Regions from separate parts of the Anas platyrhynchos genome. Here region 2 is linked to region 1. Evidence: chromatin contacts called from public Hi-C data. All regions are on one chromosome and are shown on one strand. Each heading gives the region's core, a stretch centred on a gene start, on an enhancer-like site or on the middle of the called end of the contact. The rest is flanking DNA. Distances are from core to core; before and after follow the strand shown.

Region 1 (5,211 bases), core at 1,228-3,727:
GACCGGCCAATGCCGCGATTTTGTTTGTGCTGCTTTAATTTCGGCTCCCTCGGAAATTACCGTTAGCATCGTTTCGTTTGGTTTAATTTTGTTTTGTTTTGTTTTGTTCCCTGGGAGAAAGGGGGAAAAGGGAGGGGGGGGGGAGGCGGGATGGCGACCCGCCCGTCTGGCGGTGCTCGGAGGTCCTCGGGAAGGCAGGGAAGGAAGAGCTGCACCCAACCAGCCCCGTCTCGGGGCTCCGCGGGCGCGGAGGCGATGTCCTTGCCCCCGGGGCGCCGAGGGGAGCCCCCGGCTGCTGAGGGGGGGCCCGGGCACGGGCACGGGCACGGGGGGGGAGGAAGGGCCGCGGCCGCCCTGCCCCGTCCCGTCCCCGCCCGGTGACATTGGCAGCGCGCGGGGAAGGGAGGAAGGTTGGGCTGCTCGATCCGATAGAAATTAGGTCACAAATATTGTGTACAGTTTGTAGTAAAACACCTCAGACATTTAAAAACGCTATAGAAGTCTTTAAAAATGCAAAACTAGTCTATTGTAAAACAGATTCACCTGAAATACAGCTGATATAACCAAGGCGCTGGAAGGTTATTCATAGGCACACATCTGTCTTTCCTTTTTCGTCGTCGGGTTTTCGCTTTTTTTTTTTTTTTTCCCTCCGGTTTTCGCGTTCTTTTCCTTTCCGTTTGCAGTTCGTTGTTTTTTATTTTTGTTTGTTTGTTTTTAATTATTATTTATTTATTTTCCCCCTTCGTCCCGGCGGGGACCGAGAGCGAGCCTTGTCCGCGGGTCCCCGCCGCGGCTCCGGCCCGCGGGGGGCGAGGAGGGGAGGGACGGGGCGAGGAGGGCAGGAGGAGGGGGTGATGGGGAAGGCAGGGGGAGCAGGAGGGGGGCCGCAGGGCAGCGGGGGCCGCTGCCGGCTCCCCCCGGCGTGCACAGGTCCGAGCCCGCGGGGCCGCCGCCCGGCTAAGCCCCGGTCAGAGGTCGTGGCAGGCCGTGTCCGTTTTGACGCCGTGCGAGTAGACGTCGTGCTGCTGCTGCTGCTGCTGCTGCTGCTCGCCCGGCGGCGTCATGCGCTTCTCCTTCTGCCGCCGGTTGCAGAACCAGACCCGCACCACCTCCTTCTCCAGCTGCAGGCTGTCGGCCAGCGAGGAGATCTCCTGGGCGGCCGGCTTGGGGCACTTGAGGAAGTGCGTCTCCAGCACGCCCTTGACACTCACCTCGATGGAGGTGCGCTTCTTCCTCTTCCTGCCCTGCGCCGCGATCTTGTCGATGCTGGTGGGGCTGCCGGTGGAGGAGTCGGCCTCCTCCAGCCACTTGTTCAGCAGCGGCTTCAGCTTGCACATGTTCTTGAAGCTGAGCTGCAGGGCCTCGAAGCGGCAGATGGTGGTCTGCGAGAAGACGTTGCCGTACAGCGTCCCCAGCGCCAGCCCCACGTCGGCCTGGGTGAAGCCCAGCTTGATGCGGCGCTGCTTGAACTGCTTGGCGAACTGCTCCAGCTCGTCCGACGTCGGCGTCTCCTCGTCCGAGTGGTCCTGGCAGTGGTGCCCGCCCAGCTCCCCGTGCTCGCCGCCGTCGCGCAGCCCGGGGTGCAAGCCCTGCGCGGCGGCGGCGGCGGCGGCGGCGGCGGCGGCTGCGGCGGCTGCGGCGGCGGCGGTGGGCGGCGGGGTGAGGCCGCCGTGCTCCAGCATGCCGCCCACCGCGAAGCCGGCCTGCGGGTAGGCGCCCAGGGGCTGCGCGGCGGGGCCCAGCGCGGCGCTGTGCGCGGGGCTGGCCCCCCAGGCGCCGGGGTGCGTGGCGTGGGGCGAGTGGTGCGCGACGTGGGGCGAGCGGTGGTGAGCCACGGCGCCCAGCTGCAGGTCCTCGCGGCCCGGCTTCACGTCGGGCTGCTCCAGCGGGCCCCCGGCCAGCGCGGCGGCGGGCCAGGCCCCGGCGTCTCCCAGGCCCGTCACCCAGTGGTGCCCCAGCGGGTGCCCCCCGCCGCCGCCTCCACCGCCGCCGCCGCCGCCGCCGCCGCCGGGGACGCCCTGCAGGTACTCGCCCTGCAGCAGCTTCTGCGGGCCGCGGAACGCGCCGCCCTGCTGCATGCCCGCGCCGTCGGCGGGGCCGAGCGCGCCGGCGCCCAGCAGGCTGTAGGGGTTGGAGGCGGCTGTGGCCATGGCCGCCGCGCAGCCCCACGAGTTATACTGAGCCGCCGCCGCCGCCGCAGCCTTTGACATCCACCGGCACGGCGGCCCGGGCAGCGGCCGCAACGCGACTGGCGGCCGCGCCGCCCAATGGGGGCGCGCCGCCGCCGGGCCCGCGCGGAGCGGGCCAATGGGCGTTCAGAAGGGGCGGGGCGAGGCGCCGAGGGGCGGGGCGAAGGGGGAGCCGCGCGGGCCGCGGCCAGGAAGTGAATCACTCCGCCGTGCTGCGGGGGGCGGCCGCGCCGCGGCCCCGCCGCTTAACTCCTTCCGCGCTGCGCCCCGCGGGCGGGCTGGAAGGGGGGGGGGGGGGGAAGGGGGGAGCCGGGAGGGGGGGGGGTGGGCGCGGGGCACGGCTTAAATGCGGAGCCATTAGCGCCCGGCAGCGCGGCGCACAGGTTAAGCGGCGGCAGCGCGGCGGGACCACCCCGGAGAAGCCCGGCCCCGTGCCCCCCGTACCCCCCCCACCTCCCCCCGCACCCCTCCGCTGCCCGCCCCGTGCCCGCTCCGTGCCCGCCCCGCGCTGCCCCCGGGCCGCCCCGCGCCCCCCTCCCCGGCCCGTTGTCCCCAAACAACGAAAAAAGCCCCAAATCGCCCCAAAAGGCGCTGCCCGAGCGCTGCGGCCGCGAAACTCCGCGCCCCCTGCCCAGCCCCGGGGCTGCCGGGGGGCACCGAGCCCCGCTGCAACCCCCCCACCCCCCGGCCCCGCACCTCGGGCCGGCTCCGGAGTTAGCGGCTGCCCTCTCCCTGCATAATCGCGGAGGTAGCCTGGCTGCGTAATTGTGTTTGCACTTGCAGAGGGCTGCATCGGAGTTCCCTTATTGGTTTGAAATTCCATTAAATATATTGCAAGAGCTCCTAGGTTAAGCTTGATTTAAATTTGCATACATTTTCATATATTTAGCAGAAATAAAAGAAGGCTTGCAGCTAGCCGAAAGTCATTAAGGCATTAGTTTCTCTGGGAAGACAGATCTGAAGGAAAAAAAAAAAAAAAAGTCAAGCAAATAGCTAGACCCAAGGTGAGCGCTCCTCCGCTTCCTCCGCAGCCGGGCACCGCCGCTCCCGGCCCCGCAGCGGGCAGCGAGCCCCGGGGCTCGGGCACGCCGCGGCCGGGGCAGCTCCGGGGCCGGGGGGGGGGGGCTCCGGGGCCGGGAGGGGGGCACCGGGGCCCGGGGGAGGAGGGGCCGGGGCCGGGGGGGGGTCTCCGCCGCCGCTCCCGGGCCGCCCGCTGCCGGCCGCGTCCCCTCGGCGGGCCCGAGGTGGCTCGGAGAAAAGTTTGCAGGTAGCCGGGAGGCGCTCGGAGTGCTGCGGGAGGGGTCAGCCGGGAGGTCAGGGGTGACAAATGGCCCTGCGAGAGGGGCTCCGAGCCCAGCCCGGCCGAGCCCGGCCCGCCGGAGGCGCTGGGCACGGCGGGGAGGGCACCCACGGAGCTCTATGGGCGCTCCGCGGCTTTCTGCTCGCCTCTTCTATTTTTTTTTTTTTTTTTCCATCCCTCCCCCCCCCGCCCTCTCTCCGCCTGCACGAGCTTCGCGAAATAAATATCACCCCGCGGAAAAAAAAAAAAAAAAAAAAAAGGAAAGAAAGGAAAGAAAAAAAAAATCCAGGCTGTATAAAAACGTAACTAAATTATTTAAAATTAATTTGCACTTGAACTTCCGAAACAATTTTTCAAATCCCGTTGCCCGTGGAAAGAGATGCGCGGAGCCGCCGCTCGGTCCCGGCGGTGCCTGGCAGGGCACGGAGCCGCAGGGCTGGCTGTACCGGGGCAAGGCAGCGCTCCGCTCCCGGCCGAGGGGCTCGCACCTCGCCCGTGGGCGAGCCCGCCGTATTTTAAAGTGTTTTTATCTGCATATAGTTAAATCTTCTTGCTGTTCTAACTAATCTGCTGGAGAGGGTTTCTTTAGCTCTTTCCTGTCAGTCTAACTTCCCAAGTGTAACAGATGCCGCTCTCAAGCGGTCCTTTCTGCTGCTTTTCTTTATTCAGCCTCGCATATTTCTCCCCATGATCTGGGTTTCCATAGAGAGAGGAATAAAAGGGGGACCATGGCCACAAATCCCCTGCCCCATGCAGAATAAAAGAGCCTTATTCAATAGACGACCCCGTCTGGACATGGGAGAAAAATAAGTACATGCAAAGCTACTGTTGCAAGAATTTGTAACTTATTTTTCATAGACTGAAACCCATTAAAGTAAAAAAAGTTTCGGGGTCCGGACCGTGCTCCGCAGCCCTTTGGCTCCGGGTGCCTTCGCGCTCGGGGGACCCACGTTTCCCCGGCGGGCGCTTTGCCTTCCTACCTACTTTTTCTGCTAAATCTTTGGCACGAAAAAAGATCACACAATAGCTGAAGGCAGCCTACCGTCTTGGGGCAGCTAGAAGTCGCTATAGAGAAAACCCGGCTTTGAAGTGGAGGAGCTGTAATTGTGTCGAGTCCCCTCGCCCGGCGGAGGCACCGCGAGCGGCTCGGGGCAGCCGGGGGCCGGGCGCAGCCTCCCCCCCTTTCCCTCTTCCCCTTTTTTCCCCTTCCTTCCCCCCCCCTTTTTTTTTTTTTCCCCATCCCCTTTTTCCCCGTGGTGGGCACCGGGCTGGCGGCGGCGGCACCTCCGAGCGCAGCCCGCGGGGCGGCGGCAGCGCCGGCCCCGGCTGCGGCGGGGGAAGGAAGGCGGGGGGGGGGGGGATCCCCGGTGCCCCCCGCACCCAGCCCCGTTACGAGCCCCGGCCCGGGGGTGCCTGCTCCCAGCCGGCTCCGTAGGTGCCTCTCTCGGGGTAGGGAGCTCGGGGGGAGCGAGCCGAGAAGCGCCGGGAACGGTTTCATCGGGGCCGGGGGTATTATATTTTGGAGAGTTTTCTCATTGTTCGTCTGCGGGAGGGAGAAAAAAAAAAAAAAAAAAAGAAAAAAAAATGGCCAGAAAGGGGTTCGTTTTGATTGTGTTTAATACGGCATGAAGCTCGGAGCGGTAAGCTGTGCCTCGGTGTCATGACCTCTATATTGAAAACTTCACCTTCAACACAAGTTCACTTCGGAGACAGGACGAGTTA
Region 2 (5,211 bases), core at 730-3,229, 350 kb after region 1:
AAAGCCCTAATTATTTAAGGCCAAAATAAAAATAAAAATAAAAATAAAAGAGAACATTTCCAAAGATCAGAAGCTGGGAGGCTGTTGGAGAATGTACACATCCACTAAATGATGGAAGTCCAAGATCTAAGTGAAGTGTGTAGGTCGCTGTTCTCTGCAGAGGAATTGATGGCGATTTCCATGTCAAAGCCTTTCTTTACAAGGGGTAAAACTGAGAAAATGCCCCAGACTGAAGATCTGGAAACAAGGCTTTAAGCCAAATAAATAAAATCAAGGGCTACAAAATTCCAGGATGGAATAGCACTGACCAGGAGAAGCACTTCTAGAGAAGCACTCAAATACAGAGTTAGATCTGGCCACTTAACTCTGGTTTGCAGCCCATTGTCTGGATCAGGCTTGATATTAAGGGAATAGAAGGAGAAATGAAACTGACCTGTGATAAATGCAAAATTATGCCAATGGAAGGGATGGACCCTTAACTACCAAGATGTGGAAACGGGCTCTGACCTAACACAACTCAGTGAGGAGATCCTGGCATCGCTGCGCTGACATTTTCATAACGCTACGCACAATGCTCAGAGGCAGTCAAAGGCAAACAGACCATCAAGAATTATTAGGGAGGAAATGGAGAACAAATAACAACAAGTGTTGTTGTGCCAGCAGACGGCCCCGCGGTGCCCCCGCCTCGACACTCGGTGCAGCTTCAGACCTCCCATCTCCAAATGGCCACGGCAGCACTAGAAAAGGTGGGGATAGAAAAGGTGGGGATAGAAAAGGTGGGGGTAGCAGTGCTCTGTGAGAGCTGCCTTATAGGGTGGGGTTAAATAGGGTAGGACTTTCTTATTGGGAAGAGCCTGAAAGGGAACGTGGTCCTGAACAGCGTGGAGAAGGGGGAACAGCTGCTGCTGCTCCTGGCAGCACAGACCTGAGGAGGTGCTGAAGGAAGTTACGGGGTACAGAGCTGAAGCACCCCAAGGAAGCACGTCCTGAAGCCAGGCTCTGCTTTGGGAGCTTACCCTGGGCTCCTGCACCCCGCTGACACACAGCCAGGATGCAGGGTGCCGTGGATCCTCCCTGTTTTATTCACGTGTGTCTGGTGGCGAGTGGTTAGGAGAGCGGGTACACCCCTTGCCTTCCTGCCTCTGCACCTCCAAATTTTAATTTGGTTTGGGTTTCATCGTGGTGGTGCTATGAAGTGACTCACAGAACCCATTTCATTTTCCTCCTCATCAGACTGGAGCATTCGTTTTATTGGTGGCTCTGAAAATTTGTTGTAAACTCAGACTCCTGTGGGCAAACTTGTACAAGACGGCTTTCTAATTCATCACCTCATGCGGTAATTTATATTTAATTTCTATTTGTTATAAGACCATTATAAAGGTATTAATGAGCTTCTTTACAATGTTTACATCTTATGGATATTGATAAACAGATAAAAAACATTTTTAAAGTCTTTATACTTTTTTTTTTTTTTTTTCAATATAAAACCCCAGTACTTTTAAAAAATCGATGAAGTTTGGTGGCCCCTTCACAAAAATACCTATTACTTCTGTAAAACTGAGAAACAGAACTAAAACACACACCCCCTGACAACATAGCAGAGAAAGAGGATGGGGTACAGGGAGGCATCGCTCTGTGTATGTTATCTGCCTGGCTGAGGCCGTGGCAGTGCCATTTGCATACCCAGCTACGCGGGGACAGCCGTGATGAATTCCCAGCCGTACAGGCAGGCGCCGTGTGCCCAGACTGCAAAGCTATGGAGAGCCTCCGCTGCTCGGCGCTTGCAGGAGGAGCCGAAAACGCAGGATCAGGCCCTGAAAAAAAAAAAAAAAAAGATTTGTTTAAAAAATATCCAGCGGGATTTGGATGTGCTGAGTTAGGCAGGGAACGCCGGGGTTTCTGGGGGAGAGCCCTTTGTGCAGCGCTGTCCCCCAGGAGCCCGAGCCAAAGCCGAGCTCCTGGCTTTGGAGGCTCAGAGTCGGGCCCTTCGCCACGGGCGCAGACGACTGCAAATGCAAAACCAGCGATGACGAAAGCTGCGTTGTCGCCTACAGCTCTCAGGAATTTTCCTGCTACGAGATCTTGCCGAGTTGCAGGCACTTTCGGGTGTCGCGTGGAGATCCAGCGGTGCCGTGGCGGATTTGACCGGGGCGCTGGCATTATTTACCTGCCCTATTTACAGAGCTCAGAGCTACGCGGGCGGCTGTCTCCCCTTTTCACACGCGTTTCACCCATATCCGAAATCTGACATCCATGGGTATGTAAAATAGAGACGGGAACGTTTACACGACACTCGGAGAGGGTTCATTTCTTGGGAAAGTGCAAATCGAAGTCCCCCCAGGCGCAGCGGGGATGCACGCAGGGAGCAGCCAAGGCCAGCTAATGGCTGCCGCCAGGCCGCCGAGCCAGGCCGTGCAGGCTGCCAGAGGCCTCCAGCCAAGCGGCCTTTGGGATCTGGCGAAGGGGTTTCAGGTTTTCGGGTGGAAGAGGCATCACGTTGACACCGTGAGGAACGAGCAGCCCAACGAGGAATTGCTTTAAAGCAGAATTTGGAAACAAAGGCGATGTCGTCCCCTCCAAAGCCTTGCGTCTGTGATGGCGTTGGAGGCGCCTCTTGGTGCCGAGCACCATCTAGAGGGCTCGCTGGGGGGGTGCAGCAGTGAAATCAACCTGGAATATTTAAAAATAGACAAAAAAATAATCCGAGAGCAGACCTTATGTAATATCCAACAGGTATTTAGGTGTTATTTAACAGCTGTAGTCAGGAAAATCCTGTATGAATGTGTGGAAATTTGGAGATTTCTCCAGCAAGGCAGGGTGGTGGCTGGCACAAGCACCCCTGTGCTCAAGCAAATGTGCCTATTTTGTTTATCATTTTGCACCTGTATTTCCTTAGAATAAACAAGCCATGATGCAAAATTTTAATTTTGAGGTTATCACATTTGGAGATCATCTTAAAGTCTTGACTTTTCAATGCCTGTATTTCCTTACCACTGCAGTTCAAAGCACCGATTCTTAAATTGCTCCTAACCAGCACTTATTTTCCTATCAGTTACAGAAAACCTCAGATTTCATCGCTGGAACAATTGGTGTCCTTGTGTCCCACCTGGCTGCACATGAAAGGCCCAAGATGAGCAGAATGCATACAAAAAAGTTGGATTTAAAAATACTCAAAAAAAAAAAAAAAAAAAAAAGCCCCAAACGCTTAACTTCCCGCAGTCCTTAAATCCAAAAGGGTTCAGACACACACATCCCCATCCACGTTTCCTGAAGAGGAAAGGTACAGTCTGGGTGCAATCCAGCACTCCTGCGTGGCTCTAATCTCAGCTGATCTGATCAGCCACGCTGCATTTCTGTCCAGTTTGGGCAAAACTGCATCAGGTATGTTTTTACACCATGCTGAAGCTACAAAGCAGCGGGCTGGCTTTGACTCATCAGGCAAGTCTAACGATAAATAAAAGAGAGACTCACTCACTTGGTGCTACGAGCCGACCAAGGGGAAGATAATTTAATTTAGTGGTTAAATTAAAGAGAGCTAAACTCTGTTTACTTGCATTTACTCACAACTACAGCATTAAGACGAGAGGCAACAGGGCCAAGCTGGAGCATGGGAAATTCAGATAAGGAAACGATTTTGCAGCGTGAGGACGGCCAAAGACTGGGACTGGAACTGGCTGGGTTGCCCGGGCAGGTTGTGCAATCCTCCCTCCTTGGGCAAGGCCCTGAGCAGCCCGATAGCATCAGACCTGTTCTGCGCAGGAGGGCGAGTGGATGACCTTCGAGGTCTCCTCCATCCTAAATTACTCTGTAATTCCATAAAACAACCCAGCCAAAAACCCAGCTCTAAACTCGTGTAATGGACAGTGTTGGAAAATAAAGGGTGATGTCTTGTTTCAGGTAAAGAAGGGTACATTAATCAAAAGGCATAAACAGCTTGAGTCTGTACCATTTATGCGGAGTAACACGCATATAGAGAGATGCTGTGCTGGGGAACCAGGGTCCTCACTAGTGACATGAAATATCAATAAGAAGGCAGAAATGCAGAGCTACGTGAGGCTGTGGAAGTATGCAATAGGCATCTGCATGCCTGAAATGAAAATCTCCCAAACCAACCTCACTCATGGCCCACACCTTGAACCTCAGCACAACCTCTTTCGCAGTGATATTCTCTGTGATACTCTCCCAGTACACCTCCAGCACTTGTTGTCCACCCTTCAGGCTTCCTACAGATATCAGTTTGTGATAATCTACACCCTGTCTTGCCAGGAGACACGGGGGAGAGGGAGCGAACCCTGCAATGTTTGACAAGTTTGGCCACGGCAGTGCAGGACTGCTTTTATTCTGTGGGACAGTGCCTGAACTGAGGGTTTATCTAAAGGTTTCCACTCTCAAAATCCTTCAAAGGCTTTCATTGTTATTTTTTTTTCTTCAGGAAAATAAATAAATAAAAAGAGGAAATTGTTACAATCCTGCTTCTTCCTTAAAGCAGCTCTGGATTTGGATACCTCCGTGGTTCACCTGCAAGAGCATCGTGTCGGCGTGCTCCTCCCCAGCGCTCAGCGCTGCTGTTGGCATTCACGTACCAGCGTTCTGCTCCGGAGAAACATGAGTAAGCACTAGCATAAACCTGGCTTTCACCAGGAGATTTACTATCGCTCCCCAGCATGCTGCTTCTTGGCCGCAGCGGCTCCAGAAAGAGATGAGTCACGGAGCTGCAAGGCCTGCGGAGTGCTGTGGAGCTCCCAGGGAACGAAGGCTACGCTTGGAGGTGGGCACTGCTCACCAGAAAGGCGACTCCTGGAGGGAGGAACCCAGGAGAAGTGGGAAGAGTTATCTGTCGCAGTGCTCACAGCAACCCTAGGGAACAAGAAAGCAACTGGGAGAGCATTAAAACCACCAAGTTGTGGTGCCACAGGACCAGCACAGAGGCTGGGGGTCACTGCAGAGCCGTAAAACCCAGCCGGAGTCGCTGGGTAGGAGCCTGGCCAAAGGAGGGGTTGCACAACAGCTGCTGCGGGCATGACTAACGCGCTGTTGGGACTTGACCTGAATGCAGGCTGCTGCTCTGTGCACCCGTACCCGGCTCCAAACACCTGCCTCATAGCTGCGGGGTGACTAACGTGAGCCTTTCCTGTTGCTGCACAAAGCGCAGTGCTTGCATCACGGAGCACCTCCGAGCGTACGAGCACCTCGGCCAACAGCACGACTCCT

What was found. Hi-C and Micro-C count contacts between places; a contact is called where the count stands out from the background.
Region 2: a contact with region 1 is called in a Hi-C map of liver, with 4 times the contacts expected there. The contact joins the enhancer-like site here to the promoter of POU3F4 in region 1. A contact is called at or near these places in 2 of 8 Hi-C or Micro-C datasets (liver and subcutaneous adipose tissue).

What each region holds. Positions count from the first base shown.
Region 1 is chr10:22,824,841-22,830,051 of IASCAAS_PekinDuck_T2T, forward strand. POU3F4 (POU class 3 homeobox 4) reads right to left here and starts at 2,478. Exons shown (of 1, transcript XM_027465166.3): 1 at 1-2,478. The coding sequence starts at 2,210. The coding sequence ends at 969. LOC110351317 (a long non-coding RNA gene) reads left to right here and starts at 2,544. Exons shown (of 7, transcript XR_011811795.1): 1 at 2,544-3,193.
Region 2 is chr10:23,173,077-23,178,287 of IASCAAS_PekinDuck_T2T, forward strand. No RefSeq gene overlaps it. Among named protein-coding and RNA genes, the nearest start is that of BRWD3, 5.3 kb to the right of the region's middle. Within about 2 kb of position 1,980, at least 5 of the 8 cell types and tissues checked have an H3K27ac peak or open chromatin away from gene starts, as enhancers often do. A contact at or near this core is called in subcutaneous adipose tissue, where this site is marked.